Linked DNA regions of Mus musculus: regions 1 and 3 are each linked to region 2. A link is a contact called in public HiChIP or PLAC-seq data. All regions are on one chromosome and are shown on one strand. The core of a region is the stretch at or near the end of the contact, and the rest is flanking DNA. Distances in the headings are between cores, read along the strand shown.

Region 1 (4,674 bases), core at 727-3,226, 550 kb before region 2:
ACCCGTAGGATTTGAAGTTTCTTTATAAAATCTTGAGCTTACAAATGAGAGAGCTTGGCTGATAATTTGTCATTCTGTGTTTGATTTATGCCACTCAATGTGATAATCTCATCCGCAGCCATTTGCTAACAATCAGTACAGTTAGAATATTAAAGGGTTATTGACACTTGCACATTTATGCCAGTCCCATGAACAATAGATAAAATGTGTGGAAACTGAGATGTCCATTAACAAGTAAATAGACAAAGAAAATATGATAGGAGGCCATTGTTATGTGTTGGGAGCCATTAAGACAACACAATTGTCCTGATCTCTGAATTGGGCCTCTCCCTTCGAGAAGACAAGGGGGTCAAAAGCGGGCCACAACACACTGTTCTGAGAACAACCACAGAATGTTCCAGCCCTAAGTCATCGCGGATGTCCTGACCACACTCTGATACCGCCAAGTTCCTGCTTCCCCGTGTAACTGCCTAAAGAATGTGCAATTCTATTGCCCCACCCCTCCCGCTGATAAGTACCTGTACTTCCCCTCTTGCTTGTGCAATTCTACTGCCCCATCCTTCCTGCTGAAAGGTACTTCCCCTTTTGCTTGTGCATTTAAACCTTGGGCCTGGCTAATACATTGGAACCTTGATGCAAACTCAGAACGTTTCTGTGTCATTATTCGCACAAGGTTCTCGTCTCTCTCTATCCCCCAATTTGGTTCTTAGGAGAAGGTCCCCTCGAGACTCTCGAATAACTGGACCTGCTGGATGGGTCAGCTATGTGATCCGCTTAAATGATGTGTATAAAAGCCAGACAGAAAAGAAGGGAACAGACCATTGGTTTATGGGAGCAGAGGTTGGAGGAACTATGAAGATAGCAATCAGTTGGTATTAGATTTCATTTGTGCCAGATAAAAACCTTTCATGGATCTGATGTTGAACAGCATGCTGAGTGTCACTGATACAAGGGAGCCTCGTTGAGTATTTAAACATCTTTTGATTAAGTAGATTTGACATGAAGTGACTTATCAAAATATAATGACAGACAATATGGAATGAATGGCAGCAGAGAGTTTATTTGAATTACTTGTTTCTAGTGATACAAATCGGAAGTGAGCAGAAAGAAGAAAAAGAGTACACAAAAATTGGGGGTAACCCAGAAGAAAATACAGGTTAAATAAAGTTACATTTTAGGAAGTTATTTGATGAAAGATGTAAAGATCCTGGCCCAGAACTTTAACTGATGCCAGACCTTCATATCAGCCATCCAGGAAGACCATCCACAGTCTCAGGAGATGAGAGGCTGAGGGTGAGGGACTCCATCCTTTCTCAAAGCATTTCATCTCTTAAGAAAGACTCCATTTGTCAGGTCCCCTGGTGAGAACATGAAGTTGGCCAGCAAAGGTTAAGAGGTGGCTTCGTGCACACAGGGCATGCCAGCTCTCGCAGGAGCATGGCTTTGTTCCTTTGGGAGCTGGTCATCAGTGGGAGATGGGCACACACAGCAGGGCTGGCAGCAGGGTGTGCTGCAGCCAATGATCACACAGGAGGGTTTAAAGGAGATGGTCTTGCAGCAGCTGGTTTCACAGCAAGTTGGTTGGCAGCAGAGCTGGAAGAGGCTAGGCTGGCAGCAGGTGGGCACGCAGCAGCTGGGCTGGCAGCAAGGTGTGCTGCAGCAGATGGTCACACAGGTTGGCTTGCAGCAGTTGCTGTCACAGGAGGCAGGGTCACAGCAGGTTGGTGGACAGCACAGCTGGGAACAGCTGTTGACAGTCTTGGTGCTGTGGCAGCAGATAGACTTGCAACAACAGGGTGTGCTGCACCAACTTGGGGCGCAGCAGATGAACACAGGGCAGCTGGATTCAGAGCTGGATTCAGAGCTGCTGGAGGTCCTGCAGGAGGTGGTCTTGCAGCAGCATGGCTGACAGGTGTGGGTCATGGTGTCAGGAGAGGAGGGTGATAGTCTATTCCCAGGTGAGTTTTACACAATGTAGCAAGTTCTTCCAGTCAGGGCCTTTTATACAACAGGCCTCCAAGGTTTGGACCAATCAGAAGGAGGTTTCTTTCTTGTTTATTATTTTCCATATTTAATTTGTGTTCATCAAGGAAGAATTCCTTACCCAATGCTCTGAATCATTTGCAAGCATTCATTACTTATCTGGTGATAACTTACTTGAAGACTTACTTGAAGTTTTTCCAACAAATCAGGGATTCATCCCACCAGTTTTGTTATAACTCTGATGGTCATCTGGGCCTTCGTTAGCTCCTGACTGTATGGCAATATCAAGATTACTGTATTCTTGCAACCTTCTCCCCATATCCCTACTTAGAAGTATAAATGTCTCTGCATATGAGTGTGGTGTATTCACAATCATGGACTCCACACCTATTTCCCTGTCTTTTTGCCCGCAATGTCCAATTCCAAACTGTCTTAGCTGTCAATCTCTGTGTAAATTCCTCTCACTGTGTATCTGAGGCATAGTAAGGGTGCTGTGAGCTAGGGTTTCTGGAACAATGTGTTTCATAGCAGAGTAAGCATAGTAAACCAATACTGGAGGAATGAAAACAAGCAAACGAAGGAACAAACAAACAAACACCCAGCACTTAGGAATAAGCAGACATCAGGGGATGTGTGGGTGAGCATGAGTCTTGACTCTGACTGGGGCAGCTCCTGGGGTAGATGTACTTTTAGCTTTAGAGCCAGACAAACTGGAGTGGGCAAGATGACTCCAGTGCACAGGGGCTGTCTGCAGCATCAAGGATCTTAGACTGGTGATCTTTCCCATGATTCTCTTTTACTTCTAACCCTATCTCTCTGTCCGGCCTTTCTCCTTCAGTTTCCATTTCTTTTCTTTCTATTCCATGAAGGAATCATGTACCTAATTTATTACCCATTTCACCTGTGAGGACCAAGATATGCCCCCTTCCTTTTCTACTACTCATACTAATAAATGTAAATTATTAATTTCTCATTTGAGAGAATAAAGAGCAAACACAGCCATACCAGTATTAAAGAAATGGAAACCAACCCAGTTCCTACAAATCATTTCATGTCACTCACCCCCAAAGGCTGTTCCTACTACCATCCAGGGTCTGTTTGTCGTCCAGTCCTGGGCATCATGTTTAACCTCAATGCCAATCAAAATCATTCTGTCTTTGTTCATAGGATGATTGTGACAATCTTCACCATCCTGACCCCAAGTTTGCTTGCTCTGATTCCTGTGTACTTTTCAGCTGGATGAATTTGACACAGCTCATTGGCTGAAACTTTTTCGTAGAAAATAATTTGGGACTATTCATTACCATGCTGCCACAAGTGTTTGTGTTTTAGATGCTGCTGCTGACTGTACAGAACTGGGTACCTGGACACTTGCTTCTCACTAAATGCTTGTGCATTCCTTTGCAGGAGCCTAAGCCTTTTTCACTAGGTTTATTCTTGGATATTTTCTTTTTTATTGCCCTACATGGGTTTCAATTTATAACTTTCATTTTTGTTTCTTATGACATATGGAAAGTCACTTCTACCCTCTCTCCTGGCCCCTGTGGTTTCCTCTGGAATCATTTTCTCTTCCCAAATAGTCCTACTGTTCTTTCCTGTGCTCTCCCCTCCTTCGATGAGGAAACATGAATTCTGTCTTTTTGAGTCTGAATTACTTAACAAGACGATCTCAAATTTAACCCATTTTCTGGCTAGTGACAACATTTGTCCTTCCTTATGTATGCTATGTTTTATTTATGAATTTGTCCACTGACAGACACGAAGCTGCTTCTTTGTTTTATGTATTGCATAGTCGATTAGATTGCTCATATGGTGGTTCTAATTTTAGGTTTTTTTTTTTAAAGATCTTACAAGCTAATTTCCATACAGCTTGTACTAATTTACAGTCCCATTAACTGTGTGTAAAGGTTTTCTTCCTCCCTCCCCCTGTATTCTCACCAGCACTTGTTATTGTTTGTTTTCTTGATGACAGCTGTTCTTGACAGGAATGTGGTAGAATTTCAAAGAACTTTTTTTTTTTTTTTTTTTTTTGGTTTTTTTCGAGACAGGGTTTCTCTGTATAGCCCTGGCTGTCCTGGAACTCACTTTGTAGACCAGGCTGGCCTCGAACTCAGAAATCCACCTGCCTCTGCCTCCTGAGTGCTGGGATTAAAGGTGTGCGCCACCACGCCCGGCTCAAAGAACTTTTTATTGGTATTTTCTCACGGCTAATGGTGTTGAATATTTTTCCATGTATTTTTTTTTATTTAAGACCTTTATTAACAGGTGCTTGCAGTTTGTTGACTTTTTTGAAAAAATCAAGTTGTAAACTTTATTACAAATTAAAAATGAAGTTCTTAAAAATCTCAACTTGACCAGATGTGAAACAATTTAAAAACCGTTAAAGGTATATTGAGAAAAACCAGGCCTTTTTTTTTTTCTTAAAAAACACGTTTGTCCGCTGACACCATTGCATACCCTAGCAAGATTTTATTGAAAGGACCCAGATGTAGCTATCTCTTGTGAGACTATGCCGGGGCCTAGCAAACACAGAAGTGGATGCTCACAGTCAGCTAATGGATGGATCACAGGGCTCCCAATGGAGGAGCTAGAGAAAGAACCCAAGGAGCTAAAGGGATCTGCAACCCTATAGGTGGAACAACATTATGAACTAACCAGTACCCCGGAGCTCTTGACTCTAGCTGCATATGT
Region 2 (4,530 bases), core at 1,497-3,996:
TGGGTATTTTTTTCAGTCCTCACTTCCCAGAACAGCCCTCTCTCTGCTGTTGCACATACTGAAGATTCTAACCCATGCTTCACAAGACTCAGCTCAATTCCACTGTGCTGTGGAATTCAGTCCAGTTGATGAGTGACCTCATCAACGTCAGTTCAATGTCGTGGAAAACTATCATCTCTGTCGCTATAGCAAAACCAGACTCTAGCACAACCAGTTCTGCGCCTCTGGGATAATTTCTATAAATTTCTAAGGTTTAGTGTTTTCCAGCTATAAAATTAGGCACATAATACCTATTCTTAGAGAACTGGGGGGAGACTGAAAGTAAGCCATCTGAAGACCACACATGGGAGGGAAATGTGGGCTCCACCCAGCCCCACACTCCTTTGCCATTCATGAACCACTTAAGTTGCGGGTCTTAGCATTTCCCTTCTGTCAGACTGCAATGACTTGGAGAGCTCCTTAAGGAATGCCATCCCCATCTGGACGTCTCATGACTTATACACACAGCAACTCTGAGGGCAGAGGGATTAGGAGGTTGGTTATGACAACCACATGCGAGAGATGCCAGGGCTCATGTCAGACACTCTCATTGGCATCTCTGTGATCCCACTCATGCCAAAGACTCGATTCAGGCGGTGAGTGCAAAAAAAGACAAAGGTTTGCTCCGTGAAATGGTGGATATCTCTTCCTACTATTTTTAGTCCAATCTTAAGGTAGATTGAGGTTTTTATGTTTTTCTCCAGCACAGAAAATTAAAAGCTAACACTAAAGAAAACCTAGGAAAAACAAAACCCTAAACCCATGGCGGCCATCAGGAACACCGAGAGCGCTTTGCTTTCTCTTTTCGTCAAGTCCTGGGAGGGAGGCTTCACCTCTCTGAAGCAGCCAGGGTCTTCTTTCCCTCCTGTTAGCCTCCATTTATCGTACATGTTATCTTCACAACAATCAATTCCCACGCTCAGGGCTTTTTTGTTTCTTTCAGCTGCTGCCCTACTTGCAGGTTCTGACAGGTTGGAGGAGTGGAGGAGCTGCAGCCTGGCGGCAGGAACCCGCAGCTCACAAGCAGCGCCTCACCAATACTGGCAGCCAAATCCCCTTTCCCTGCAGATTCCTGTAGCCCCCGTTCTATGGAATGTGCAGCTACAAACTTCATTTGAAGAAGCAATTACTAATGGAACCCTGTCAAGTCCCTGGGTTTTCAATATTTTTCCCATTTCCATGCTCTTTCTGTTTTGCTTTTTCCCCATGGGGAGAAGCAAGTGGTGAGATCTGGAGCCTTAGTTCCTCTAACAGCAAATCTACCATGGGAGAGAAGGAATATGCAAGGTGGAAGAGTAGAAAGCTGACAAATCTCAGACTCAAGCAGGCTTCCAACTGCGGTTCAGCCAGCTAGCATTAGGAAAAAATCACTCCATTTCTTAGCTTCACCTTCCTGACAAAATTGAGACTGTAACAGCTAGCCCTATCAGTGCATTGTTCTAGAGATTTTTAAATTGACCTATCTCAAAAAAGCATTACATAATTCTAAAACATGTGTGAATCTATACATATAACTATATATGTGATATATTTTAACAAGAGCAATGTCATAGCCTATGGGTAGTTATAAAATAAATTTATGTCATGTAAAGTCCCAATTAAATACTTCCCTGGATACTGTCCCACTGAAGTCTGAGCACAGTGTATCCAAGGGAAATATGTTTTTCTTGTTTACTGAGAGGGGAAATCTAGCTTGGAAACAGAAGTACAAGTCTGTCCTAAAAGTCCTGAACCAAGTGCCAGTCTGTAACCTAAATTTATGTAGCTACAAGAAAACTTTTCGTGCAATAAACCTCTCTTTGTAATCAGCCCGGAGCTTAAGGCACTTCAGGTTAGTTCCTCGGTTCTCGTGCTTAGAATCCCTGCCCCATGCTCTTCACAGGCACCCGTGCTTAGAATCCCTGCCCCATGCTCTTCACAGGCACCCGTGCTTAGAATCCCTGCCCCATGCTCTTCACAGGCACCCGAACCATGAACTGAAAAGTATGAAGCAGAATAAGTTCATGGTTTTGTCAAGAATTTAAAGATTCCATAGTCATTCCTGTGTACAGTTCCCTAAGCAAGAAATATGAATATACTCTCAAGATACATATATATAATCTCTTACGTATACGTGATATATCCCATATATTAATATATACTATATATTATATGTACACATATATATTACATATACATACATATAATTTCCTAAATCTTGCTTCTTAAATGTGGCAATTTCTTAACACTAATAGTTCACCATATCCTATTTTTTACTTACTTCAAGATCCTTCTTACAGCTCAATTTCAGCACACTTGCTACTTACTGCAATTCGCAAAGCTATCTAAAACAGGAATTTGAAAAATCCTTATTTCAACTACAATTTATAAGCAAAGTTCTTTTACTTTTTGAACCTAGCAAGTACTAAGTACAAGCTAAATTAACATTAGAAAATTAGATTTTTAATAGTTACTCAATGATCTTCAAAAGGTAAAATGTACTCATGTGAACTCCACCCATTCTCAGTTTCAACATAGCAAATTTCCCATCTGTACTCAGGGCAAATTCAAAAGCATTGAAAAGGTATTGGTTATTACTGAAGATAATTTATGCAATCATAAGCCAAAGATGCTATGCTGGCAAAAAGAAAACCATGCAAGTAAGCAAAGCCTAGCACCTGTGAGACACGCCCTCTCAGTATATAAAGGCTCGGCACTGTCCTTGGTAGCAGGCACTCCCTGGGCTACACTACACCACCATGTCTGTTCTATACAGCTCCAGCAGCAAGCAGTTCTCTTCCTCCCGCAGTGGAGGAGGAGGCGGTGGTGGATCCGTCAGGGTTTCCAGCACCAGGGGCTCTCTTGGTGGAGGGTATAGCTCAGGAGGCTTCAGCGGTGGCTCTTTTAGCCGTGGGAGCTCTGGGGGAGGTTGCTTTGGGGGCTCATCAGGTGGTTACGGAGGTTTTGGAGGAGGAGGCAGCTTTGGGGGAGGCTATGGAGGAAGCAGCTTTGGGGGAGGCTATGGAGGTAGCAGTTTTGGGGGTGGCAGCTTCGGTGGAGGTGGCAGCTTCGGTGGAGGCAGCTTTGGTGGCGGTAGCTATGGAGGAGGCTTTGGCGGTGGTGGATTCGGAGGAGATGGTGGCAGCCTTCTCTCCGGAAACGAGAAGGTGACCATGCAGAACCTGAACGACCGCCTGGCCTCCTACATGGACAAAGTCCGGGCTCTGGAAGAGTCAAACTACGAGCTGGAGGGTAAAATCAAGGAGTGGTACGAGAAGCATGGCAACTCAAGCCAGCGAGAGCCCCGGGACTACAGCAAATACTACAAAACCATCGAGGACCTTAAGGGGCAGGTAAGGCGCTTCAGACTCCGGCTTTCCATCGTTCCTAGGCATGCAATGCAGAGGAAGCTATGCCAAGTGTGGCACAGCTGACTGCTGTCTCTTCCCTGTTACCTTTTCATGTCTAGTGTAACCAGGCCTCATCAAAGATATTTATGGCAATGTGTCATCTAGCATGTGTGTTGCCTGTCGTCCAGGATGACAGACTACTGAGAACCTTATAGGTTTTAACACACATATGCGAGTTCACAGTTAAAATAGGCTAGGTCATACATAAGTGTGGGAGCTAAGATAATTTTAAATGAGTATGTTACATATATGCATATATATGTATAGATATGTATAAATTCACCCCTAGAAGTATTTATAACAAGTTAAACAGATACAAACATGAGTCACTCAAAAGTTAGCTGCAACACAAACAAATCACATACTATAAAGGAAAGGGTCGGCTGCAGGAATAGTACAATCCCAGCCAGTGCTCAAAAAGCAACCATAGCCATAAAGGTCCTGAAAGACCTGAGGGGAAGTATGGGCAAGTCTGGGACAGTCCATGTTTAGTTTGTCAGAGAACTATCTAAAATGCAACTCACCTATGCTAACCTGAGAAGCCAGAAGCCCACCTGATCTTTTCAATAACGTGTGTCTCTCCCCTCAGATCCTCACCCTGACAACTGACAATGCCAACGTGCTGCTGCAGATTGACAATGCCCGCCTGGCAGCTGATGACTTCAGGCTGAAGTAAGCTATGTGGATGTGGTGCACACACAGCAGGGGCTTCCAACAATGCTCCTGGATGCCCACAACAGCTTTTACACTCTCCTGAACTCATCTGGAGTGAAACAGTGCTAAGCTGTTTGTTTTTTTTTTTTAATTTAATTGTCATATCTTTTGGGCAATCGTTAAAGGAGGGTGTGTTTTAAAGTGACAGCTTTCTTCAAATCAAACTATATTAATTAATATTCCTACATGAATTCGTGTATTATGAATGTTGCCATGACATGAAACCAAATCTGTATCTGCACTGTAGTCCGTGTATATCCAGGTATACCGTCATCCTCCTGTATATTCAGTGTTTGTATCTTGCTTGCTTCAGATACGAGAATGAGGTGACCCTGCGCCAGAGCGTGGAGGCCGACATCAATGGCCTGCGCAGGGTACTGGATGAGCT
Region 3 (4,565 bases), core at 626-3,125, 870 kb before region 2:
GCTTTGAAGAAGTCTGATCCTTGAATTCATCATTTGTCCTGTCATTGGCTCAGGCAGCGTGGGCTCAGCAGCTGGGGAGGGTTCACCTAAGCGTCTGGTATCGCTTGTCACCTGCCTGCTTGTTCTGCCCACTCCATGCAGGCTTGGGTTGTTTTGGAAGTTAAGACGGGGAGGAGATGGAAGGATTGAGGGTGGAGGTGGGGAGCATCCTGTTTTCTAAGAATCTGCCTCTGGGGCTGGCTCCTGCTTGCTGGTCCCTGGGAGGGCCTGCAGGCTTTCTGGGTACCACACCTGTTAGAGAACACCTGTATTAAAACAAAGGGACAGGGGTCTGACTGGGAAAGGCAACTAACTTTCTTGGAGTGGTCGAGGACCTTGATGGATGAGGGGGTGGCAGCCTGGTAGTCTCAGCCCAAGAAGCTAGACCGGCTCTACCTGGCTCCCTGGGGGTGTGTGTGTGTGGGGTGGGGCGGCGGCAGCGGTGTTTGTGAGTGTGGGGGGCATCCTGTTTGCTTTGGTGGCTTGGCAGCGCCTGGGCTATTGGGGAAACCTCTCCCAGCTGCCGATGGGGGCTGTCTAGACCTGTCTGGGAGGAGGAACCCATTGGCAGTCTGAAACAAGACCTCATTCCGCCCAGCAGGCCTCCCAGGACCCTGGGACTGAGGGCTGGGCTTAGGATAGTGGGTGGGGCTAGGTGGAGCTAGGGGGTGGGGCCTGTGGCCCACCCTGGGGAATCATGCTGTGGTCTTTGTCTTGGGGAACCTGGCATGAATGGGGTGGGGTAAGAGTGTTAAGCGATATCTTTTTTTGCTTCCCTCTGGTTGGGACCTGAGCTGTTCTATCCTCTTAGGTCTATCAGGATACAGAAAAGGGTAAGGAACGTGAAAGGAAACAACTCATTCATGGTCCCTACAGACTCCCTTTCATAAGGGAGTCTCCTATGCATAGCTCTGTTTTCCCTGGAACTTTAGCTGAGCTCGTGTCTGCCCACCTGGTCCTGGAAGCTGTACTGTAGGAAGGAAGTAGAGAAAAATCTAAAAGGGAAGTCTGGGCTTCCTAAGGGACTCAGGGATGGGGACAGTTTCAGAAAACTGGCAAGAATGGGCCTTATCCCTGGGTGTTGGGACTGCTCAGAGGGGTGATTCCTGGGTCAGGGGTGATGCAGCTAGTGACGAGCAAAAGGATGTGCTATGCCAGCCCACGGCTTGAGTGAACTGGGCCTGTTTGGACATCACATTCTTTGCTAAGCTCTGATTTCCTGCCCAGGTTGGCAATTGGAGGCTTGAGGTAGTTTCTGTGTTGTGTGGTGGGCCTGGCGGGTATAGACCTAGTTCTCAAGTCAGGATGTGTACTTGGTCTTTCTGATTTCCCCAATCCCCAGATCCAGGCTTTTCACACGCGGGTAGTGGCACGATGGGAAGGAAAGACACCTCAGGTGTGTGGGGTGCCTAACTCCCTACCTCATTTCCCATCAAACTGGGGTGGCAGCTGCCTGGGAGGGCTGGGTAGAGGTGATGTCGCCAGCTCTTCTTGTCCGTATTAGGTCATGGGAAAGCGTAGCTGGAGGGCCTGCCTGAATCACAGGTGACAGGCTTGAGACCAGAGACAGACAGACCGACACACGCACATGCACACACACACACACACACACACACACACACACACACACACACACGACCATGATACCCAGGACAGGGTTTGGTGAAATGAAGCAGAGCCCAGAGGTGGGAGGGGAGGGGGCCCATAGCCACCTGGGAGCTGGCGGGTGTCCAGGGGTGATGAAAGCCCAGGGGAATGGAAACAGCGGAGAGCCTGTTGTAATCGCTACGCCCACTGGCTGCCCTATAAAGGAAGCAGGCGAGCCCCAGCGCAGCACGCATCTTGGCGCCTCTCTTCCTCCCAAGCCCTCCAGCTCCACATCCGTTGCCCGCTGCCACCATGACCACCACCATCCGCCAGTTTACCTCCTCCAGCTCTATCAAGGGCTCCTCTGGCCTGGGTGGAGGTTCATCTCGGACCTCCTGCCGACTGTCTGGCAGCCTGGGTGCAGGCTCCTGCAGGCTGGGGTCAGCTAGTGGCCTGGGTAGTGCTCTTGGGAGCAACAGTTATTCCAGCTGCTACAGCTTTGGCACTGGCAGTGGTTATGGAGGCAACTTTGGGGGTGTCGATGGGCTGCTGGCTGGAGGGGAGAAGGCCACCATGCAGAACCTCAATGACCGCCTGGCCTCCTACCTGGACAAGGTGCGTGCCCTGGAAGAGGCCAACACTGAGCTGGAGGTGAAGATCCGAGATTGGTACCAGAAGCAGGCCCCGGGGCCAGCCAGAGACTACAGCGCTTATTACCATACCATTGAGGATCTGAAGAACAAGGTAGGATTGCTGGCGGGAGGGGCATAAACCACCCACCTCCTGCCCTCATCAAGGCCTGGAGTCAACTGGGGCTGCCACAGGGTCTCTAGGTTCTAGTTTGACCCATTTCCCTTTGAAGGGGCAACTGGCTGGGCCAGGAACAAGCTGGCATTGTGAGGCTCCTTTGAGTGTCTGTTTCCTCCTGGAGCAGTCTTCGTGTCATTGATGCCTAGACTGTGAGACATCATGGTCTAGGAGGTGGAATCATGATCTAGGTGGAGGGCTGGTTCCGTAGAGTGGAGCTAGATTTGTGAGTGTCCCAGGAAGAAGGGGCTTGGGGGTTGGGTTCTGAGAGTGTGCCCCACAGCAATGCTAAGAGAGGAAGCAGGAGAGGGGTAGGGCAGTGGACTCCTGTGGGAAGGCTCTGGGGACTTTTCTTTTCTGGCTTCCTTGGCATTTCCTTTTGTCCCTAAGGATATTCCAACATTATCTAACTCCTTCCACCTTCCAGCTTGAGGCCTCTTCAGCCCTCAGGCTGAGACTGGCACCAGGAGGGTCGGCATGAGCAGACAGCACTAAGCTTCATCTCATTGGACTCCCTCCCATCAGTCCATCTCTGCCAACAAGGGCAACACTGCGTAGGGAGTGGCTGGCAGGAAAAGGGGTTTTCTCTGAAAGCAGTGAATCCCAGCCTCCAGCCAGGAAGCCTGGCTCAGAACGTGGACCTGGGTTGACCCATGCTAAACTCAATGACCTATTGCTTTGTCATCTCTCCAGATCCTTGTGGCCACCGTGGACAATGCCAGCATCCTGCTCCAGATTGACAATGCTCGTCTGGCAGCCGATGACTTCCGTACCAAGTGAGTCCCAGAGGGTTACAAGCTGAGGGGGATTCTGGGGCAGCTTCCCTTACCCTATGACTTCTCAGAGGACAGGGGAGAGGGCCTGGGAGTTATGAGCTGAGCCGTTAGTTGGATGAGCAAAGACAGCCTCTTCTGAAGGTAGCTGGGGGAGGGGGAAGCAGAGGAGGAGTCAGGAAGCCAGTGGGCATGGGGTCTTGTCTTGTGGTTGTCCCTGGGGTTAGGGTTGCAACTTGCTTCCATCCCACCCTCTGATCCTCTCTCAGTTGTTCTGGCTTTGGCAAAGGGAAGGCAGAGATGACACCAGGACAGAGACCTATGTTGTTAGAGCATCCTGGCCTGAGGTCTCTGGTTTTTCATTGCAGGTTTGAGACAGAGCAGGCTCTGCGCATGAGCGTGGAGGCCGACATCAATGGCCTGCGCCGGGTGCTGGATGAGCTGACCCTGGCCAGAGCCGACCTGGAGATGCAGATTGAGAATCTCAAGGAGGAGCTGGCCTACCTGAAGAAGAACCACGAGGAGGTGAGGAGTCAGGGTCAGCAGGTCAAAGAAGATGAGGAGTGGGTGGCAGAGCCCTGGGGTTACCTGCAGTGGAGGGCGTGGGCGAGAGGGCTTGTTGAGTTTAGTCATCCCATAGGGCTGCCCTTTTTCTTTAGAGTCTTCATTCCTGTGGTCCAGAGCTTCCACACATCCCTGCATCTTAGGGACCTGCTGGGCCTCAGAGAGGCCTTCCCTCCTCTCCCTGCCTCACTCACAGTGACAGAGGAAGAGGGAGAGGCCCAAGCGCTTGTTTTAGTTCCAACTCTTAAACTTGGACTGCACAAAGGCATTTGGAGATTGGAAGGGAAGGTTTTTTTGGGCAAAGGACTAGAATCAGATGTCTCTGGAATACCCTCTGTGTAATGAGGGAGGCACAGTGTGAAGGTGGGCATCGAGTCCACACAGAGCAAACAAACAAGCAAACAAACAAACCAACAAATCATAGGAGGGTCAGAGGGAAGAGGCTGGGTAGATCCAAAGGTCTTTAGGAAGGGACTTAGACCTAAATGTGGGCTAGGGAAGGCTTAGGTCTGTAGGGTCAACATTGGCCCCAAGGACCACATCTTCATCCCCTCTTCTCACAGGAGATGAATGCTCTGAGAGGCCAGGTGGGCGGCGAAATCAACGTGGAGATGGATGCCGCTCCCGGTGTGGACCTGAGCCGCATCCTGTCAGAGATGCGTGATCAGTACGAGAAGATGGCGGAGAAGAACCGCAAGGATGCCGAAGACTGGTTCTTCAGCAAGGTGAGAGCAGCTGCAATCCAGACAGGCCTCAGGGTCCTGAGCCCCAACAATAACCTGTCACCTTAGGGGT

What was found. HiChIP or PLAC-seq counts read pairs in DNA pulled down with a chosen protein or histone mark.
Region 1: an H3K27ac HiChIP or PLAC-seq map of embryonic stem cells shows a contact between it and region 2, with 5 times the contacts expected there. The contact joins the promoter of Krtap31-2 here to the promoter of Krt10 in region 2. A contact is called at or near these places in 3 of 39 promoter capture datasets (the 3T3-L1 cell line, liver and macrophages) and 2 of 115 datasets of contacts at active chromatin or transcription factors (embryonic stem cells and stem cell-derived neural progenitor cells).
Region 3: a contact with region 2 is called in an H3K4me3 HiChIP or PLAC-seq map of stem cell-derived neural progenitor cells, with 11 times the contacts expected there. The contact joins the promoter of Krt17 here to the promoter of Krt10 in region 2. A contact is called at or near these places in 16 of 39 promoter capture datasets (the 3T3-L1 cell line, the C10 cell line, the HPC-7 cell line and 10 more), 1 of 15 datasets of contacts at CTCF or cohesin (the NIH/3T3 cell line), 8 of 484 Hi-C or Micro-C datasets (B cells, CD4 T cells, colorectal tumor organoids and 4 more) and 17 of 115 datasets of contacts at active chromatin or transcription factors (SST interneurons, bone marrow-derived macrophages, craniofacial prominence and 7 more).

The regions. Positions count from the first base shown.
Region 1 is chr11:99,933,593-99,938,266 of GRCm38.p6, reverse strand. Krtap31-2 (keratin associated protein 31-2) reads right to left here and starts at 1,976. Exons shown (of 1, transcript NM_001025244.3): 1 at 1,042-1,976. The coding sequence starts at 1,923. The coding sequence ends at 1,390.
Region 2 is chr11:99,387,580-99,392,109 of GRCm38.p6, reverse strand. It overlaps Krt10 (keratin 10), which reads left to right and starts at 2,746. Exons shown (of 8, transcript NM_010660.2): 1 at 2,746-3,371; 2 at 4,018-4,100; 3 at 4,456-4,530. The coding sequence starts at 2,778.
Region 3 is chr11:100,258,339-100,262,903 of GRCm38.p6, reverse strand. It overlaps Krt17 (keratin 17), which reads left to right and starts at 1,875. Exons shown (of 8, transcript NM_010663.3): 1 at 1,875-2,370; 2 at 3,127-3,209; 3 at 3,575-3,731; 4 at 4,334-4,495. The coding sequence starts at 1,939. It overlaps Krt42 (keratin 42), which reads left to right. Exons shown (of 8, transcript NM_212483.3): 8 at 1-22.